2 separate regions of the Rattus norvegicus genome follow, and region 2 is linked to region 1. Evidence: chromatin contacts called from public Hi-C data. All regions are on one chromosome and are shown on one strand. Each heading gives the region's core, a stretch centred on a gene start, on an enhancer-like site or on the middle of the called end of the contact. The rest is flanking DNA. Distances are from core to core; before and after follow the strand shown. Region 1 has its middle 16 kb from the start of Traf3ip3. Region 2 holds the start of G0s2 (G0/G1switch 2).

Region 1 (4,279 bases), core at 234-2,733:
GTAAATGTGTAATGTGTATACCCCACTGCAGCACCCACCCCAAATCCCTGTGCACCACCCAGGCATGCCTTGCATATACACACAACCTGATCTTTTAACTTTGGAGACTTTTGTTTTTAAAAAAATGCCTTCTGAGCAAGTCACAGAAGTTGGCAGAGGATGATGAGTCTCAGGAAAGCAATGTATGTATAAACTATGATTAGTGCAAAGTATAACATATTCTTCAAAAAGTTGACTATCCCTACAGTGATGTAAGACCAGACTACAGAGTCTGGTTCTCTATGTCTGACAGAACAGGTTTTATTTTAAGTGTTGATCTACTTTAAATAAAAGTTTTGGTGGGCAACTATTACTTTACAGTGAGACGTGACCTAGGTTATTGGCATAAATATCTAGGTAAATCACAAGGTAAAGTTTACATAAAATTTATGGAAGTCTGACAGCCCTGAGGTAACAGTGGTAATCATCCCTGTTACCTTAAAAAAAAAAAAAAACAAACAAACTTTAGGTCATGGCTGGAAAGATGGCTCAGTGGTTAAGAGCACTGACTGCTCTTCCAGAGGTCCTGAGTTCAATTCCCAGCAACCACATGGTGGCTCCCAACCATCTGTATTGGGATCTGATGCCCTCTCCTAGTGTGTCTGAAGACAGCACCTCATATAAATAAAATAAATATCTTAAAGGAAAAAACCTTTAGGTCATGAAAACAACTGTTTCCTGTAGTTGCTGAAGCTTCATCAAGAATTTTCCTCCAGGCTATTCAAAGTCTTTTGTCATCTGGTTTCAGTTTCACTTGGAAACATCTACAATCAGATTCATTAAAAAAAAAAAAAGTCAATAAGTACTCCTCAAATACAGTTTCCTGGTACTCCTCAAATACAGTTTCCTGGTAAGACTAGATTTATTTTATTTTATTTTTTTTTTTTTGGTTCTTTTTTTAGGAGCTGGGGACCGAACCCAGGGCCTTGCGCTTCCTAGGTAAGCGCTCTACCACTGAGCTAAATCCCCAGCCCTAGATTTATTTTATAAACATATTGATTTTTCTTTGGTTATCTTTGATAAAAACTGGTATTGCTGTAGAAAAAATTTTGTTGTTTGGTTTGGTTTGGCTTGGTTTGGTTTGGTTTGGTTTGGTTCAAAGTTATTCCTCCACCACAGGAATCTTTTTATTGATTCTTTTGTGATTTTCACATCATGCACTTCACACACACACACACACACACACCATCATCATCACCATCATCATAGAAAACATCTCATCACAGAAGCTGTAGCATGTAACCATGTGTCCCACAGTATATTCCTCTGCCCACACATCTTCACTTGTAAATGTTTGTTGCAATGAGATATTGGTCCAGATAGAGATCACTGGCTTCCATCACACCATCAATAGTGGATCCTGGCCAGGTCTCCTCCCCGTTATCCTGTTGTTGCCCTGTGTTGTGGAGATGATAATGATTTTGGAGTGGCCCAACTTGGAACCCTGGATCTGGGTCAGCCTGGCCGGTTCTCCCTCAGACGCACCACCAGGACAAACTCTCCAGCCCTGTTCCTGCTAGGTCACCCTGCCTTCTTGTTCTTCTGACCTTGTATCCTCAGGGCCAGCTCCACTGTTTTGCCCAGTTAAGGTCCACTCACCTAAGTACTAAAGCCAGCAAGGCACTGGGACAGCTCTCCCACTCACCCTCAGGGTTGGCTTGCCTGTGCTTTTGCCATCAGGGCTAGCTCCACTGTGTTGCCCAGACGAAGTCCAGGGCCCGCTCTCCCAAGTGATGCCACTGGTGAGGGGCAGGGCCAGCTCTCCTGCTCTTATGACCCTGGAGTCAGCTCTTCTGGCTGCATCGGTTGCTGAGGGTTAAGGAGGTAGAGGAGTGATGGGGCCAGCTCTCCCTCACATCCTCAAGACCAGCTCACCCATTCCCTCATCATCAAGGTTAGCTCTATTATGCTGTTCAGGTGAGGCCTGCTCTCCCAAGTACTGTAGCCTGTAAGAGGTAAGGACAGTTCTCCTGCTCTCATGACCCCAGCAGGGCCAGCTATTCCAAGTGCCACAGGTGGTGACGGAAGAGGCATGGGAGGTCATCACCCCACATCCATGACACTTCATGGCAGAAAAGTGGTGGGACTAGCTTTCCCATGTTCATGCCCTCGGGGCTGGCTCACCTGTGCCCCCAACATCAGGGTCAGCTCTGCTCTCCTGGCCAGGCAAGGTGCATAGCCTGAGAAATGGATCCAACTCTCCAAAGCACAGTCGCCAGTGAGGAACAAGGACAGTCATGCACAGTTCCTGGATACCCACATGATTTCCCAGTGGCTGCCCCAATCAAGATTTACATGTTCTTTTTAGTGGTAACAACACAGACCCCTGACACCGGCTACGCTGGCTGAGTAACCACAGATGGAGGCTCTCAGAGGCAGCTCATGCTGGGACCTCATCATGGTCCCAGGTAGCAGGGCTGGCCGCTCATAGCAGGTTACTCCTGGCCACCCTCAAGTCTCTAGTTCCACCTCTCACTCTCTCCCATCTGACCATCAGATACTCACACTGTGGTGGCTTCTGCTGCAGGCTGGTCATGCAGCTGGTAGGCCCCTGAGTGGCATCCTCTGTCCCCACTGCATGGCACTGTAGCAAGCAGGTGTCTTCTGCCCACCTATCCCTTGCACTGGAGGGCAGGTGTGTGGGTGGCATGGTGGTCTGCAGGTCTCTGTCTGTCTGACTTCTTCCGCATACAGTGCTGTGTGGCGGTAGGTAGGGCTCTGTGTGTCTATGGACTGACAGAGATGTGGGGTGAAGGACAGGTCTGTGGATGTCTTTCCCTGCCTGCATTGAGTAGCATGGTGGAATGCAGGTCTCTACCTGTCTTCTTCTTCCCACGCCACACTACCTAGATTTGATTCAAATCAATTTGATTCAATTTTTATGTGTTCCACGCATAAAACAGCTTCACCACCAAGCCAGGCATCAGGCTAGGATGAACAAAGTACCACATCCACTCTGCCCCTGACTGGTATAAGAACACCACCAAGGTGTCTCTTTGCCCATTGCCAGGGAGTGGGCATCAAAATTGTTTTTATTTTGCATTTTCCTTTTTAATCTTTACTGTTTTCTCTTTTTTTAAAAAAAACAAAAATCTGCTAAAGTGGAATTTCTGACAAAATAATGCTGCCTTAGCACTCAGGAGCTGAGAAGAGAAGCGCTCTTCCCGAACTCTGTTGATCCAGTGTGGCTAAAAGGATCTGATGCTGACTCATCGGTCACACAACCTCGCCCACCCACTCTACCACCCAGGACAGGTGGGACAGAGGAACAACAGACCCTCATGACAGGACAGAAGACGGCAATGTTTCCACAGAAAAATCTCGATCAAACGTAAGGGCAGTGGAGGTCGCAAGAACCAAAATGGAGTCATTTGTTGAACAACAAACAACAAAAGGTAAACAAACTGGAAGAAACATGGGCTTGCACAGATCACCACAAACTTGTATAAAAAGTGATTCCATATGAGCCTCTGTCTAGCAACTCCATGTAGCCCCAAACTGACACAGGTGGAAGTCAAAGGGGGACAGACCTCAGTCATGCAGGGTGAGCAAGCCTGAGAGCTACTACACCTCAGAGTTCTTGGGATCCCTGCTAGGGACACTAGGGAGGCAGATTCACTGAAGAAACACACACAAAGTCAGTTCCAACAGCGTATCTGACCAGTGAGTCTACAATGTGCACAAGGGGCTCTCTAACTGGGTAGAGAAGTAAGGGAGGCCAAGGGCAAACATAACAAGATTGGTCTAGCTTGTATGGCTTCCTGACATCTTCCTCTGGGACTAGAAGGGATGGTTTATACCCAGTATGGGCAATCTGCCTTTTGCCTAGTAACTGTGGCTAATGTTTAAAAAGAAGACATGGGGCCAAGAGAGCACACCATGACTCCACAGAAACTGAGAGCCAAAATAAACTCTCTGAGAGACAGAGAGGGAGAAAAAACACCAAGGTCAGGGAGTTCGCCTACTGCAACCCTCAAGCCGGTTTCAACGTACATTAACTGAAAGAGTCAGGGCAGATACTGTATGTCTACGTGCTTTTGCTCTTTTGTGGGCAGAGGGCATTATGGGAAGGCACCATCACGCCTGGCTTAGGCAGTGCTGGGGATGACCCTCTTGAATGCTAGGCAAACATTTGGCCAACTAAATCATATCTGCAGCCAATATGCAAACGGATTCTTAAACTGAGGATGTGCCAAAAAGTTCCACAACCACCCACACTGAATTACAAAGGACAGAGCAA
Region 2 (4,669 bases), core at 604-3,103, 71 kb before region 1:
TGGTTATTAGGAAAGTTGCATGGTTACTGCTGCCAGCTACTAGGAGAGCTCCAAAACTATCATGAAGATTTAAGAACAATGCCAAGACTGAAGTTAGCCTTGGCTTGGACCCTCCCTACAGAACTTTCCGGATCGGCAAGGTTAAAAGAATAAAGCCAAGTCAGGATCCTCCAAGAATAATCCCCGTTTGGCCCGTGGTTACCTTGATCACTTAGGTATCAACTAAAGTGTGAACTTGAAATTTGAACCGTTCCTGGCCTTGGCCAACCCCCACTTTTGACAAGCTCTTACCTGAAGGACTAGTAGCAGACCAAGCAGTGGTCAGCACCTTCTGAGTCTGGCAGTGACTTTGGACCCCTAAGATTGGCACCCTTTCTCCTCTGGCTCTGGGCTCTAACAGGGAAGGCTGAGCAGGCTGTTGCAAGATTGCATCAGTGACCTTTGCAATTTTCTGGCCAGTTGGTTCCCCTTCCTCCCCACCCCACCCCCTGCTTCAAGCCCTTTGGCCTGCCTGCCTGTCCTTTTCCCCTACTTTGCTAACTCAGGTACACCAGTAGCCACCCCCAACCCAGGGGATCATAGTTAACCCTAATCTAACCCAGCTTCCCAAGAGTGGCCTCTGTCCTGAATCCCCACTCTAGGAATCTACAGCTCACTCTCCCAAACCTGGGCAAGGTGGCATGGAATCGTTGTAAGAGGGTGAAATACTTTCATTATAGACAAATCTTTACCATGGGCCTTCCTTAAGGCTGATCCCCCAACTTCACCTCTTAAGTGAACATGGAAGAGAGGACAATTTGTGTGTGTCTCTTGTGCGTGTGCATGTGTGCTGTGTACCAATATATATGACACACATAGCCTAACACATACTAGGCAAGCACTCTACCACTGAACCACATCTATAAGCCTCTTTATTTTGATTTCTGACACAGAGTCTCAGTAAATTATTCAGGCTACGTTCAGACTCACCATCCTCCTGCCTCTTGCTGGGACTACAGGCCTATGCTTTGGGTTTAATGGCTGTTCCCTGTTAAATAGAAATAGCTATGGAAGCACCTTACAGAGACTAATTCATTCTCTCTCTCTCTCCCTCCCTCTCTCTCCCTCCCTCTGTCCCTCTCTCTCTCTCTCTCTCTGTCTCTCTCTCCCTCCCTCTCTCTCTCTCCCTCCCTCTCTCTCTCTGTCTCTGTCTCTCTGTCTCTTTGTCTCTCTCTCTCTCTCTCTCTCTCTCTCTGTCTCTCTCTCTCTCTCTCACACACACACACACACACACACACACACACACACACACACACACACACACCAAGAAAGCAGCACTCTGGAAGAACATTCTACTCTGGAGATGGTTTTTCAGTTTAGTTTGCCTACTCACTGCAAATATCCCTCTGTTGATTTCCCTCCCACCCACACCCTCCCTGACAGGTGAGATGACTTTTCTGAACGAAGATTCCCTCTTTAGGATCTTTCTCAGGTTCTTCCTGAGAAACAGGGGAACAGGGGAACAGACAAGGTTCCTGTCAGGGAAGCATGCCACACCATCACCTGGTGATCTCCTCCTTGGCTTCACGCTGAAGTGGTGCCTTGGGCTCTCAGCTTTTACAGCACCAGCAGTCTAGGGTCTCAGGGAGCACACAGCAGGGGCGTGCACTACTCGTGGCCACCTCCTTGGTCCCCAGCAGCGCCCCTCCCGTTCTTCCTCCCTTCCCCCCCCTCCCCTCAACCCGCCCTGCCGGTTGCAGTCAGGGCTCAGGCCAACGAGCTAGGAGGCGGATCCCGGGCAAAAGATATAAGGGCTCTGTTCACTGAACGCTGCAGCTGCAAAGAGCCACGGCTGAGGAAAAAAGGACGCAAAGGCCAGTCTGCCGCCTGGACGCCTGACCTCCTTCAGCGAGTGCTGCCTCTGTTCCCACGCACCCTAGGTGAGCCTCCAGTCTGGGAACCCAGGGTAGGCGAGAGATCACAGATCCCCTCCCCAGCTGCCTTCTCCCCTGGGCTCGAGTTCCCCTAGTCTGCAGCCAACCCCCTCTCTGGGCTTAGGGTTCCCTTCTCAGCTGCTGTAGCCCACCTGAAAGTTCAACCCCTTTCTCTCTGCTACCTCTGCAGGCCCAGCCAACCCACAGCCCAGAGCTCAGATGGAAAGTGTGCAGGAGCTGATCCCTCTGGCTAAGGAGATGATGACGCAGAAGTCCCGAGGGAAGCTAGTGAAGCTGTACGTGCTGGGCAGTGTGCTAGCGTTCTTCGGTGTGGTGCTCGGTCTAGTGGAGACTGTGTGCAGCCCTTTCACAGCTGCCAGCCGTCTGCGCGACCAGGAGGCGGCAGTGGCAGAGCTGCGGGATGCTTGTGAGCAGCAGTCCCTCCACAAGCAGGCCCTGATAGCAGAAGGCAAGACACAGGAGGCGACTTTGTGCAGCCGGGCCCTGTCCCTCCGGCAGCATGCCTCTTAAGGCTGGTGACTGGCAGAGAAGCGAGACACAGAGAGATCATGACTGAGGTGGGCGAGAGAGAGTCACATGCTGTTTCAAGGTGCCACCGAATCCAGAACTGACCCTGCACAGATCACCCAAGGGATCTGGGACTGACTTGCTGCTGTGCAGCATGCACTGTGATTTGTCCAAGGCTGTGGGAGCGATCAAGGAGCTGTCACTTTGCATTAGGGAAGGAGACATGCTTTTTATACTGTTATTTTTATTGTTGTTGTTATTATTATTATTATTATTACAACGAATATCATTTTGCATTTTGAAATAAAAACATTTTATATTCTGTCTCATTATTTGATTCCTGGGAGGCGAGGTGACCCTCTCACCCAGAACTGTGGCTAGCCCTACTTCACAGCCCTACTTGAATGCCACTGGTATGGGTCTACTCACACGGGAGTGAGACTCTCAGCATGCTACAGGTATTAACATTTTTTGGACCACAAGATAAATCAATTTCTAACTTAGAATGAGAGACAGGGGTGGGAGAGAGGGGGAGAGGGGGAGGGGGAGGGAGAGAGGGAGAGGGGGGATTTCTAGGACAAAGAAAAAGTGATTTGTCTTTTACCCCTTTGTGCTGGAGATTCCTGAGGCTGATCTCTCTGCTTAACTATTAGAGTGAGGAGAAGAGGAGACAGAGAGGGAGAAGGGAGACTGGGGGAGAGAGGGGGAGGAGGCTGGAAGAACAAAGAGATTGAGAGACAGAAGGAAGAGTGGGGAGGAAGGGAAGAAAGGGATGAGGCAAAAAAAAAAAAAAGAAACTCAGCTGTCTGTTGGGCACACAAGCTCTCTCTCCCAAGGGCACAACTCTCCACAGTAAGAAGCTTAGAAGGAGAAAAGACCATTATCACAAACCCCAGTCCTCTCCCAGGAGTCAGAGTTGATCATGTGTCAACAGCTGATTTAGTAACACTATGGAGCTCTCCAGGGTAACCCCTCTCTGCCCTGACACAGTCAAGAAGATAGCCTGATGCCACTCCCCGAGGATCTTTAATGTCACCTATTCTAACCAGGTGTGAGCATGTTAACTTGACTCTCCAACCTCCCAGCCTCCATTCTATTTAACTCTACAAACCCAAATCTCTCCAGCACTTTTGGCTTCAATCAATTGTCAGCTCTCCCTAAAATCCATCCTCCAGTGAAAGAGCAAAGGAATGTGAATGAAAAGAACACGTTTGAGGCTTCAAAGGAAAAGCATGTCAGTGAGGCCAGCACTCTTCCTGTTTCCAAATCCAGACACTTGACCCCGAGTTAAGGCAGAGTGCAGCCTTAACTGCCCAAAAGCTCCCAGGAGCTCAGACCATTCAGCTGGTTAATCAGTCTTAAAGATGCCTCTTGCACAGGCTTCTTACTCCTCTGCCCACTCAACAGCTTGACTAGCTCATCTCCTGCAACATCTTCAGGACTTGTCCCCTTCAGTACCTCTCACCTTGCTGTTCCTGCATGAGACTCTAGTGTGACCTGTTCTGTTTACTTCTTGTCCTTGTCCGACTTTGCAACCTGCCCAGCGTGGACATTGATACTTTTGTATCCTTTGTGCTTTTGTTTGCATTACTCTCCTCAAACCCATATCCTCTACATCTCTGAGGAAGACAGCCCTTGATGTTCCAAGGATTTCAAGTCTTCTGCCCATCAGTAAACTCTGTATCAAACTGCATGCTCTGGTTTTTCCAGTGTGATGGTTATGTCTATATTCAGAGAGTTTGCCTATATAAAAAAACACAAGTGCCCAAGAATACAGATAAATTACTCATTCTAAGTTACAGTGTAACATCTCTTGCACTGTCCTTCACAGCTCTGATGGTTAGCCTGAGCTACCAGAATCTTACTACCTCTCAGAATCTTATAGTTGTGAAGTCTAACTTCAGACTGGCCCCTGGTAACAAACTTTTCCCTCCATTGCTTTGATTGTGCCTTCATAGTTTGATCTTCCTGGGGACAAGAACAGCATCTTCTTCAATTTTCACACAAATCATCAAGTCAAGGAAGTCATGTTTTTTTTTCATTGCTATCTGATTTAGTGCCTGGAGTGTACATAGGAGGGGAAACATACTTGTCCCACAAGGATGCTCACAGACAGAGATAAGGAAAGAGCTTGCCTCATCGCATCAGAATCAAGTTTTTCTGTGGTCTCATGAGACATTTGGTCACAGTCAAGCAGAACAACTCCTTCACTCCACAGAGAGACAAAA

Evidence for each region. A called contact is a pair of places that touch in the nucleus more often than the background predicts.
Region 2: a Hi-C map of hepatocytes shows a contact between it and region 1, with 3 times the contacts expected there. The contact joins the promoter of G0s2 here to the enhancer-like site in region 1. A contact is called at or near these places in 2 of 12 Hi-C or Micro-C datasets (hepatocytes and kidney).

What each region holds. Positions count from the first base shown.
Region 1 is chr13:107,262,270-107,266,548 of GRCr8, reverse strand. It overlaps the pseudogene LOC120096391. Among named protein-coding and RNA genes, the nearest start is that of Traf3ip3, 16 kb to the right of the region's middle. Within about 2 kb of position 1,483, at least 3 of the 93 cell types and tissues checked have an H3K27ac peak or open chromatin away from gene starts, as enhancers often do. A contact at or near this core is called in hepatocytes, where this site is marked.
Region 2 is chr13:107,333,132-107,337,800 of GRCr8, reverse strand. It overlaps G0s2 (G0/G1switch 2), which reads left to right and starts at 1,853. Exons shown (of 2, transcript NM_001009632.1): 1 at 1,853-1,919; 2 at 2,104-2,765. The coding sequence starts at 2,133. The coding sequence ends at 2,444.